Regions from separate parts of the Ovis aries genome. Here region 2 is linked to region 1. A link is a contact called in public Hi-C data. All regions are on one chromosome and are shown on one strand. Each heading gives the region's core, a stretch centred on a gene start, on an enhancer-like site or on the middle of the called end of the contact. The rest is flanking DNA. Distances are from core to core; before and after follow the strand shown. Region 1 overlaps ARHGAP32 (Rho GTPase activating protein 32). Region 2 has its middle 19 kb from the start of BARX2.

Region 1 (4,262 bases), core at 1,037-3,536:
ATGAAGACTGAATCTCAGTAGGAAGAGTGAGTTTTGTGGTGTTTTAATCTGACCTTATTCCACCCTTGCCCCGTAGTTTCCATGGTAGCCTTGAAAACCAGCAAACTGCAACCCATGAAAACCAGCAGCCAGGCACACACCAGAAGTTTGGAGCTGTTTCAAAGCTTCATTCCCAAGGAATTCTCAATATAGAGACCGATCTGGTGACCCCACGGAACACCCCTCTTTCACAGCTGTCTTTATTTGATCTGACTCAGAGACCAAACTGAGGAATAGAAGTCTGTAGAATTTGCTAGAGCACAAAAGGTAAGATACAAAGAGGTTTGGCAAGGTTTGGGGACACAGGAAAAGAATCGTATAAAATAACTGAATCCCTTAAAGTGAGTCAATTTTTAAAATTGACTTACTTAAGGATTTACTTATCACTTAAATAGTACCAAAAATTATCACCTTAAATGCATAATGAGATACATGTATATATGTAACACTAATGTGGCCAGATGGACAGTAAGCAACAAACTGATGTCTAAGCTGCTAAATGAACATACACAGTTAGCTGCTACTGAAGAACTGGAACATCAGGTGGCACTCTTGTAAAAGAAATGATTGTGGTAACACAGGCTGAGAACATGACCCTCAAGTTTAACAAACGTTACACTGCCTGGCCAATCTAGATTATTTTTCAAAACATACTTAAAAAGAAACTACTTAATTTTTTTCCCCCAAATTTACACTATCTTGGAGGAAATGCTGCAGATGCTACTGAAAAAAAGTAATTCTTTTAGGGCCTGGACAACAGTCAAGTAGCTTTCATCTTTGCTCTCCCTGATCTCTATCATTTAAGTTTACAGTAAGGACACAAGTAAAACAAATGATGAATGATGCAAATGTATTTATTCCACAATATACTTACTAGTCTGTTTGATTTGCTTCATTTTTTTTAATTTGGTACAAAACATCTTAAGGTAAAGCATTTTTGTTGGGAAATGACAAAAAAGCAAAAAACTGTTTAGGCATTTTTGTTTTCTCCAGGCTAAATCAAAATTAAAGTAGAATATGTTTTTTTAATGAAATTTCCCATTAGTAATATTTCTCAAATTAGAGAACTGACTGTAAAACTTTTTTTTAAGTAAGAAATACCTTAGGACTAATTGATTTCAACAGAAACAGTATCATAAACTGTGTATCAACTCAATTCAATGATTGGCTAACATTTAAAATATAAAAATCTATCAAACAAGAGCCTAAAACTTCATGTGGTATTCAATATATAAAATAATTTTTCATGGTTATATAGCACATATTTTATGGCTCCTGTACAAATATTTACTGTTATGTTGATGTCCTTGTTTTGTGTTAAGAAATCCTGCCTTATTTTAGAGAGCTATTACACATGTAGCAAACAACTGTATTTTCTGATTACAGATGAAAGCTCAGTTGAGAAGCATTCTTTTTGTTGTCAAATACACTAACAAGCAAGTATTTCAAATTAAATGCAAATCACCTGGAGTGTTTTCACTGCCAAACATAAGCATGATTCACTACCAGAAAATCAAAGACACATAACTTTCAATTTTAAAACCTAGGGAAATCCTGGTTTTGCCTACATTTTTCCACCAAATGTCTATCTCCAACAGTTAAAAACTATCAACTGTGAACAAAATGTAAGACAAGTACCTGAAAAGACAGAACATCTAATGAACAGATATAAGCCCTGAAGGACCAACCGATTTCAGAAAACCGATTTCGGAGTCAGCTGTGGCCCTTCTAGAGATGCATCATAGCTCACCTTCTCTCTCCACCCTCCTATCTCTTCCTTCCCTCTTCCTCAAATGTCAATACCAGTCATACACTAATCAACTTCCTTCACACCACTCCCTGCTTGCTTCCCATGTTAACCCAACCTGCTAAAGCAACCGAACACCAGCAAAACTATCAGAGACTCAATCACTTAAACAACCACACTCGTGGGTGAGCCCCACATCTCTGAGCTTTTCCTCTGGGGTAGTACATCCCAGTTCTCACGGTGTGGGAGTGACCAGAATTCCGCAGAAAGCCGCAGTCTATTTGCTGGAGGTGTCAAATGACAGAGCGTGGGATCACCGAAGGGATGGTACCTATGAAGGTGGAAATTCCAGAAAACAGAGGGCTACTGGAGACATAAACTCTAAATACAAGGTCACTTCAAATTCGTGGCTGACTCGTTAACTCACATGTGCAAGAAAGACTCTATGGAGCTCACCGGAGAGCAATAGCTGGCAGGCTGAAAGAGGCTGAGAAGGCATCTCAGCTGCTGCCACGCCAAGGGAAACAGAATTTGAACCAAGCCTAAAAGCTGCCAGGCAAAAACCTCAGGCTTCACACTGAGGCTCTTTCCTTGAGAATAAAGGCTACGCCCCAGGATTAAAGGGGGTCCTCTTGGACTAGGGCAAAACCAACCCACCCTGGCACAGCAGAGAACCACGATATCAAATGTTCAATGTGATCACCCAGTAATTTCTACTGCCTACTAGAACCAAATAAATACCCAAAGAAAGACAGCAGAAAAGCTAAAGGATCCTACAACCTCTGGAAGGAGTGGGGCCCTGCTGCCACCTTGATCAGACTACTGCCCTCTAGAACCCTGAAAGAATAGATTTCTGCAGCTTTAAGACACTGGGTTTGTTGTCATTTGTGACAGCAGCCACCAGACACTATTACAACTCACTTTCCCAAACATCTCCCCCAATTCAACCAGCTATCTAATATAGTTCCTGCCAGAGCTTTACTTTCTCTAGACTTTCAGGCCACATTTCCTGTGCTCCTCCCCAAGCTCCTGCCTGAGCCCCTATCCTTAGATGCTTTATGTGTAGATATGAAACTTCCATCATCTGTGGTGAAACTAGGTCTGTCTGAATCATTTTGGCTGTTATCTGCTAGAACTCAAGGACTGGTAGGGCACCACACACACAAATGCAGGTAAGTGAATAAAAAGTACCACTGAACATGGTCTTCAGATAGGAGAAAACCACCCCTTGGCGGGGGTAATACAAAGAAGAGAACCAGGAATACGTGATACTGTTGGAGGACAGAGTCTCCAGTCCCAAGCAACTATAGACCTTCTGAACATAAGTAAAACATGATGTGATTTACAAAAACTAAGATTTCCCTGGTGGCTCAGATGGTAAAGAGTTTGTCTACAATGCAGGAGACCCGGGTTCAATACCTGGGTTGGGAAGATCCCCTGGAGAAGGAAATGGCAATCCACTCCAGGACTATTGCCTGGAAAATCCCCTTGAATAGAGGAGCCTGGTGGGCTATAGCCCATGGGGTCACAAAGAGTTGGACACGACTGAGCGACTTCACTTCACTTTACAACCTGGTTAAAATGTGAAGGCTACATGAAAAGACGTGTTTAAACCTAACATCAGTTTTATCAATCTGCTGCATCTTATTAATTCTAATTTCACAGAAGCAAAAGTAACTGGATTCTGCAGAAACTCTGACAGTTAAGACTCAATTACTGTTCTCAGTCCCAATCTCCAAGGCCTCGGGCTGTTCTGACCCAGCCTACCATCCACCATGTCAAGTGTGAATGGCATGGCCCAAAACCAACTGATGCAATCTCTGCACATCCCTGCAAAGGAAGAGCAACAGCAGGAATGCAGAACAAAGAACAAGAAATGGCTGGTGGAACAAGGGCAGATGTCCCCAGATGGAGGCCAGAAAAGGGGCTGCAGAGGTAGAGAGTGTACAGGAAAGACCTGGAGCTAGACCCAGGAACCAGCTTTAATATCGTGCGGCAAACATGTGCAACATCCCAGAAAACAGATTCAAGTGATGAGAGAAAATCCGTTAACTCTACTAAAAATCACTGAGCACTTACTGAGAGCAGAGACAAAGCTTTTACATTAATAACATTTGTTGTTGAGTCATTAAGTCATGTCTGACTCTTTGTGACCACATGGACTGCAACCCACCAGGCTCCTCTGTCTGTGGGATTTCCCAAGCAAGAATACTGGAGTCGGTTGCCATTTCCTTCTCCAGGGGATCTTCCCAACCCAGGGACTGAATCCACGTCTCCTGCCTTGAAGACAGATTCTTTACTGCTGAACCACCAGGAAAGACCCACATTAACAACACATTGTTTTGTTTTGTTTTTTCTTTTTTTTTTTACCATTAAAGAGCATACTTCAGAAATCAAAAGCTTGTATCGTCCTAAAAATCCAAAACGAACTTATCAGCAAATACTTTCCTTGTAGCTTTTTGCCTTAGTAAAGAAT
Region 2 (4,233 bases), core at 291-2,790, 100 kb after region 1:
AAGGGATAAATTAGGAGTTGGGGTTGAACAGGTACCCACCACTACATACAAAATAGGTAAACAAGACGACCTATTGTAGGGCACAGGGAACTATATGCAATAAAGCATTGCAATAACCTGTAATGGAAAAGAATCTGAAAAAGTTTCATACATATATAACTGGGTCACTCTGCTGTCTACTTGAAACTAACACATTGCAAATCAATGATCCTTCGATAAAAAGTTATTTGTTTTGCAAAAAAAGAGTCAGTCCTTGTCACCAAGAAGCATACTATCTACTGAGAGATAGATATCTAAATAAATATTAATTATAAAACAATGTGGTATAGAATCTGGTACTGAATGGCTTGCTCTGCCTCTGGAGTTGGAGTGTGTGGCTTTGAATCATACTGCTATCACTTTGCGAGTATATTTGGACATGTCAATTAACCTCATTGTGTCTCAGTTTTCTCATCTATTAAATGGGGATAATAACAGTGTCTGTCTGTCTTCCTCATAGGGTAGGTGTGAGAATTGAATGAGTTGTACATAAAGCATATAGACTTCTGCCTGGCACAAAGTAAGTGCTATGTATGTGTGGGCAACTATAATTATTTTTACAGATGGGCACACCATGTGCTGGGGTTTCCCGGTGGCGCTAGTGGTAAAGAATCTATCTGCCAATGCAGGAGACATAAGAAACTCAGGTTCGATCCCTGGGCTGGGAAGATGCCCTCGAGGAGGGCATGGCAACCCACTCCAGTATTCTTGGCTGGAGAATCCCAAGGACAGAGGAGCCTGGCGGGTTACAGTCCATAGAGTTGTAGAGGGTCAAACAAAGCTGAAGCTACTTAGCAGGCATGCATACCATTTGCTAGATGAGCAAGGTGGAAAGAGCAGATGATTCTGGAATGTTTTATGGAGAAAGTAACATTTGACTTAAGTCTTGATATAGTTTGGTCTCACCTGGTGGCTCAGACATTAAAGTCTGCCCGTGATGTGGAAGACCCGGTTTTGATCCCTGAGTCAAGAAGATCCCCCAGAGAAGGAAACCGCAATCCACTCCAGTATTCTTGCCTGGAAAGTTTCATAGATGGAGGAGCCTGGTGGGCTACAGTCCATGGGATTGCAAAGAGTCAGGCACGACTGAGCGACTAACACTTTCACTTCATATAGCTGCTTGCTGGCAGAAATAGGGCAGGAGGAGGTATAGGAGAGAGGGATCCATGCAGGGAGAAGATCACTTGCATGAACAAGGACTCATGAAAGAGGATGGGGTGACTGGAAAACACAGTCCATGGATTACTTGTAGGTCCTTAAATGCATTTCTTTTCTTTCAAAGATGCAGTAAAGGGAAAACGACCAACTTACTTGGAGAAAATACATCTTACTGTGTTTTGTGCTGCTGTTGTCTTGAAAGCACTGAATGCCTGTGTGCATGGGAAGACAACTCCCATAAGGGGATGAAAGTTGTCTTTATACCTACAAGAGTAGAGAGGACATCTGTATGCACAAACACACCAATGTCTATGCACAGAGACAATTGTCCTTTGTGGCTCGTTTGGAAATCATCGTGTTCCCGGTCTTGCAAAGTTCAGACTTGTATTGATTGTCATGATCACAGACTTCTAGACCACAGAGATGACATCATCCAATGACCTCATTTTATAGCCAAAGCCTGAGGCCCAGTGAGTGACTTGCTCAGCATGACTACATTGCCCAGTTACTTAGCTGGAGAACCAGGATGAGAACTGGGGTGTTGTTATTGGAGGAGCTGTGTAGAACAAGCCCATATGCTGAAGTCCTGACTCCCAGGACCTTAGACTGTGTCTGTATTTGGAGATATGGTCTTTAAAGAGATGATCAAGTTAAAATAAGGTCATTAGGATGGGCCCTAATCCAAAATGAGTGGAGTCCCTTTACAAAGAGGATATATACATTTTAAATTTTATTAATTTTTTGAAGCAGAGTTGATTTACAGTGTTGTGTTAATCTCTGCTATACAGCAAAGTGACTTAGTCATGCACAGACATTCTTTTTTAAAATATTCTTTTCCATTATAGTTTATCACAGGATATCTGATATAGTTCCCTGTGCTATACAGTATGTATGTGGTCAGTCTTTTCAGTCCTGTCCAACTCTTTGTGATGCCATGGACACAGGCTCCTCTGTCCATGGAATTTTCCAGGCAAGGATACTGGATTGGTTTTCCTCCTCCAGGGGGTCTTCCTGACCCAGGGTTCAATCCCGTGTCTCCTGTACTGGCAGGTGGATTCTTTACAGGGAAGTATTCTTTACTTGGGAAGCCCTGTGCTATATTGTCCAAACTTGTTATTTATCCATTCTATATATAAGAACAAGATCTCACATGTGACAATTAAGAGTCTGTACTAAGACCTGGTGCAGCCACAGTAAAGGAAATAAAAATAATGCTGATTTAATTTTTGTACAGTGACTATTCATAAATATTGCTGGTGTATTTGCATGTCTTCATCTTTTTAAATACTTATTTTTATTTGTTTATTTGTTTGGCTGCTCTGGGTCTTAGCTGGCACATGTGGGAATGAATTCCCTGACCAGGGATTGAACTCAGGTCTCCTGCATTGGGAGCATGGCGTCTTAGCCACTGGACCATCAGGGAAGTTCCCAGTGATTTAACTGTTGCACAGTGACTATCCATAAATATTACTGATGTATTTGCATGTCTTTATCTTGATTGCATGTCTTGGCAAGGACTATAATAATGTACACCTTTATGTGTTCTTTGTGTCAATAAAAAATCCTCATTAGATAATAAAAAGAAAATTTATCAGCGATAATTCAAACAGACAGTGCCTCTGCTTTGGCATCAGCACAAATTCCTGCAATTGGTACCTCTTGGAAACGCTGTCCAACTCCCTGTTGACACACTGCCATCTGGTGGAGCGGGGCCTGTGGACCGCCTTTCACAGTCTGATGTTCCCTGTGTCTTGACATATGTTTGTTCCCTTTTCCTGCTGATTTTCCTGACAGCTGTCCAAATCCAGGGGCGAGACCCATGCAGGCCCAGGCCTTTGCAAAATACCGCAGGAGGCAAAAATTGTCTTTGATTTTCTCTTGTTTTGCCTTTCAGTGATGCTAACAGCCTGGTGTTCCCCGGTTTGGGGATGAAAACTTTAATTCCACTCACCAAATTAACATCTCTCTCCCTTCCTTAAATCCCCTTCAATTTGCATAAAGTTCACAGTTATAGAAATTTCTTCTGAAACTACTCTCTCATTGGCTTCAATTTTTTTGAAGTAGGCATGTCTAGACTATTGCCTTCACTCAACAAAAATTTACTGAGTATTGACTTGCTCAGTATTAGAACTAGGGGTACAGAGATGGTGGAAAGACCAAGGCCAACTTAATTCATTGGATGCAGAAGGCCCAGTGCCTGGAGTCTTTCATATTTTTAGGGGCCTATAAAAATGTTTCAATTTCTTTTAAAATCAGAACAAAAATAAACTTTTAAGTGGAATAAACATAATTTGATGATTATATATGATCCTTCTAATGTATTGTTGAATACATTAAACATAATAAATTCAGTTTGCTAGTATTTTGTTGAGAATTTTTGCATTCATGTTCATCAGTATGGGGCTTCCCTGGTGTCTCAGATTGTTAGGAATCTGCCTACAATGCAGGAGACCTGAGTTCGATCCCTGGGTCAAGAAAGTGCCCTTGGAGAAGGGAATGGTTACCCACTCCAGTATTCTTGTCTGGAGAATTCCATGGACAGAGGAACCTGGTGGGCTACAGTCCGTGGGGTCACAGAAAGTTGTATACAACTGAGTGACTAATGCTTTTTCACTTCATCAGTATATGGGCCTATGATTTTCTTGTACTGTCCTTGTCTAATTTTGGTACTGGGGAAATACTGGCCTTATAAAATTAGTTGGAAGTATTCTCTCCTCTTGTATTTTATGGAAGAGTTTGAGAAGATTGGTATTAATTCTTCTTTAAACGCTTGCTAAAATTTAACAGTGAGGCCATCTGGTCATGGTCCTTGTTGGGAAGTTTTTGATTACTAATTCATTCTTCTTATCACAGATTAGTCTGTCTAGATTTCCTACTTTTTCAAGATTCAGTCTTGATAGAGTGTGTATTTCTAGGATTTTATGCACTTCTGCATTGTTCAATTTGTTCGTAGTAGTCTCTTACGATCATTTCTATTTGTGTGGTATCAGTCGTAACGACTCTTCTTTCATTTCTAAAATGGCATTGGACAATCAC

Evidence for each region. A called contact is a pair of places that touch in the nucleus more often than the background predicts.
Region 2: a Hi-C map of hypothalamus shows a contact between it and region 1, with 6 times the contacts expected there. The contact joins two enhancer-like sites. A contact is called at or near these places in 4 of 16 Hi-C or Micro-C datasets (hypothalamus, omental adipose tissue and tail adipose tissue).

Annotation. Positions count from the first base shown.
Region 1 is chr21:29,921,810-29,926,071 of ARS-UI_Ramb_v3.0, forward strand. The region is part of intron 1 of ARHGAP32 (Rho GTPase activating protein 32); the gene reads right to left. Among named protein-coding and RNA genes, the nearest start is that of ARHGAP32, 48 kb to the right of the region's middle. Within about 2 kb of position 2,287, at least 1 of the 54 cell types and tissues checked has an H3K27ac peak or open chromatin away from gene starts, as enhancers often do. A contact at or near this core is called in hypothalamus, where this site is marked.
Region 2 is chr21:30,025,766-30,029,998 of ARS-UI_Ramb_v3.0, forward strand. No RefSeq gene overlaps it. Among named protein-coding and RNA genes, the nearest start is that of BARX2, 19 kb to the right of the region's middle. Within about 2 kb of position 1,541, at least 7 of the 54 cell types and tissues checked have an H3K27ac peak or open chromatin away from gene starts, as enhancers often do. A contact at or near this core is called in hypothalamus, where this site is marked.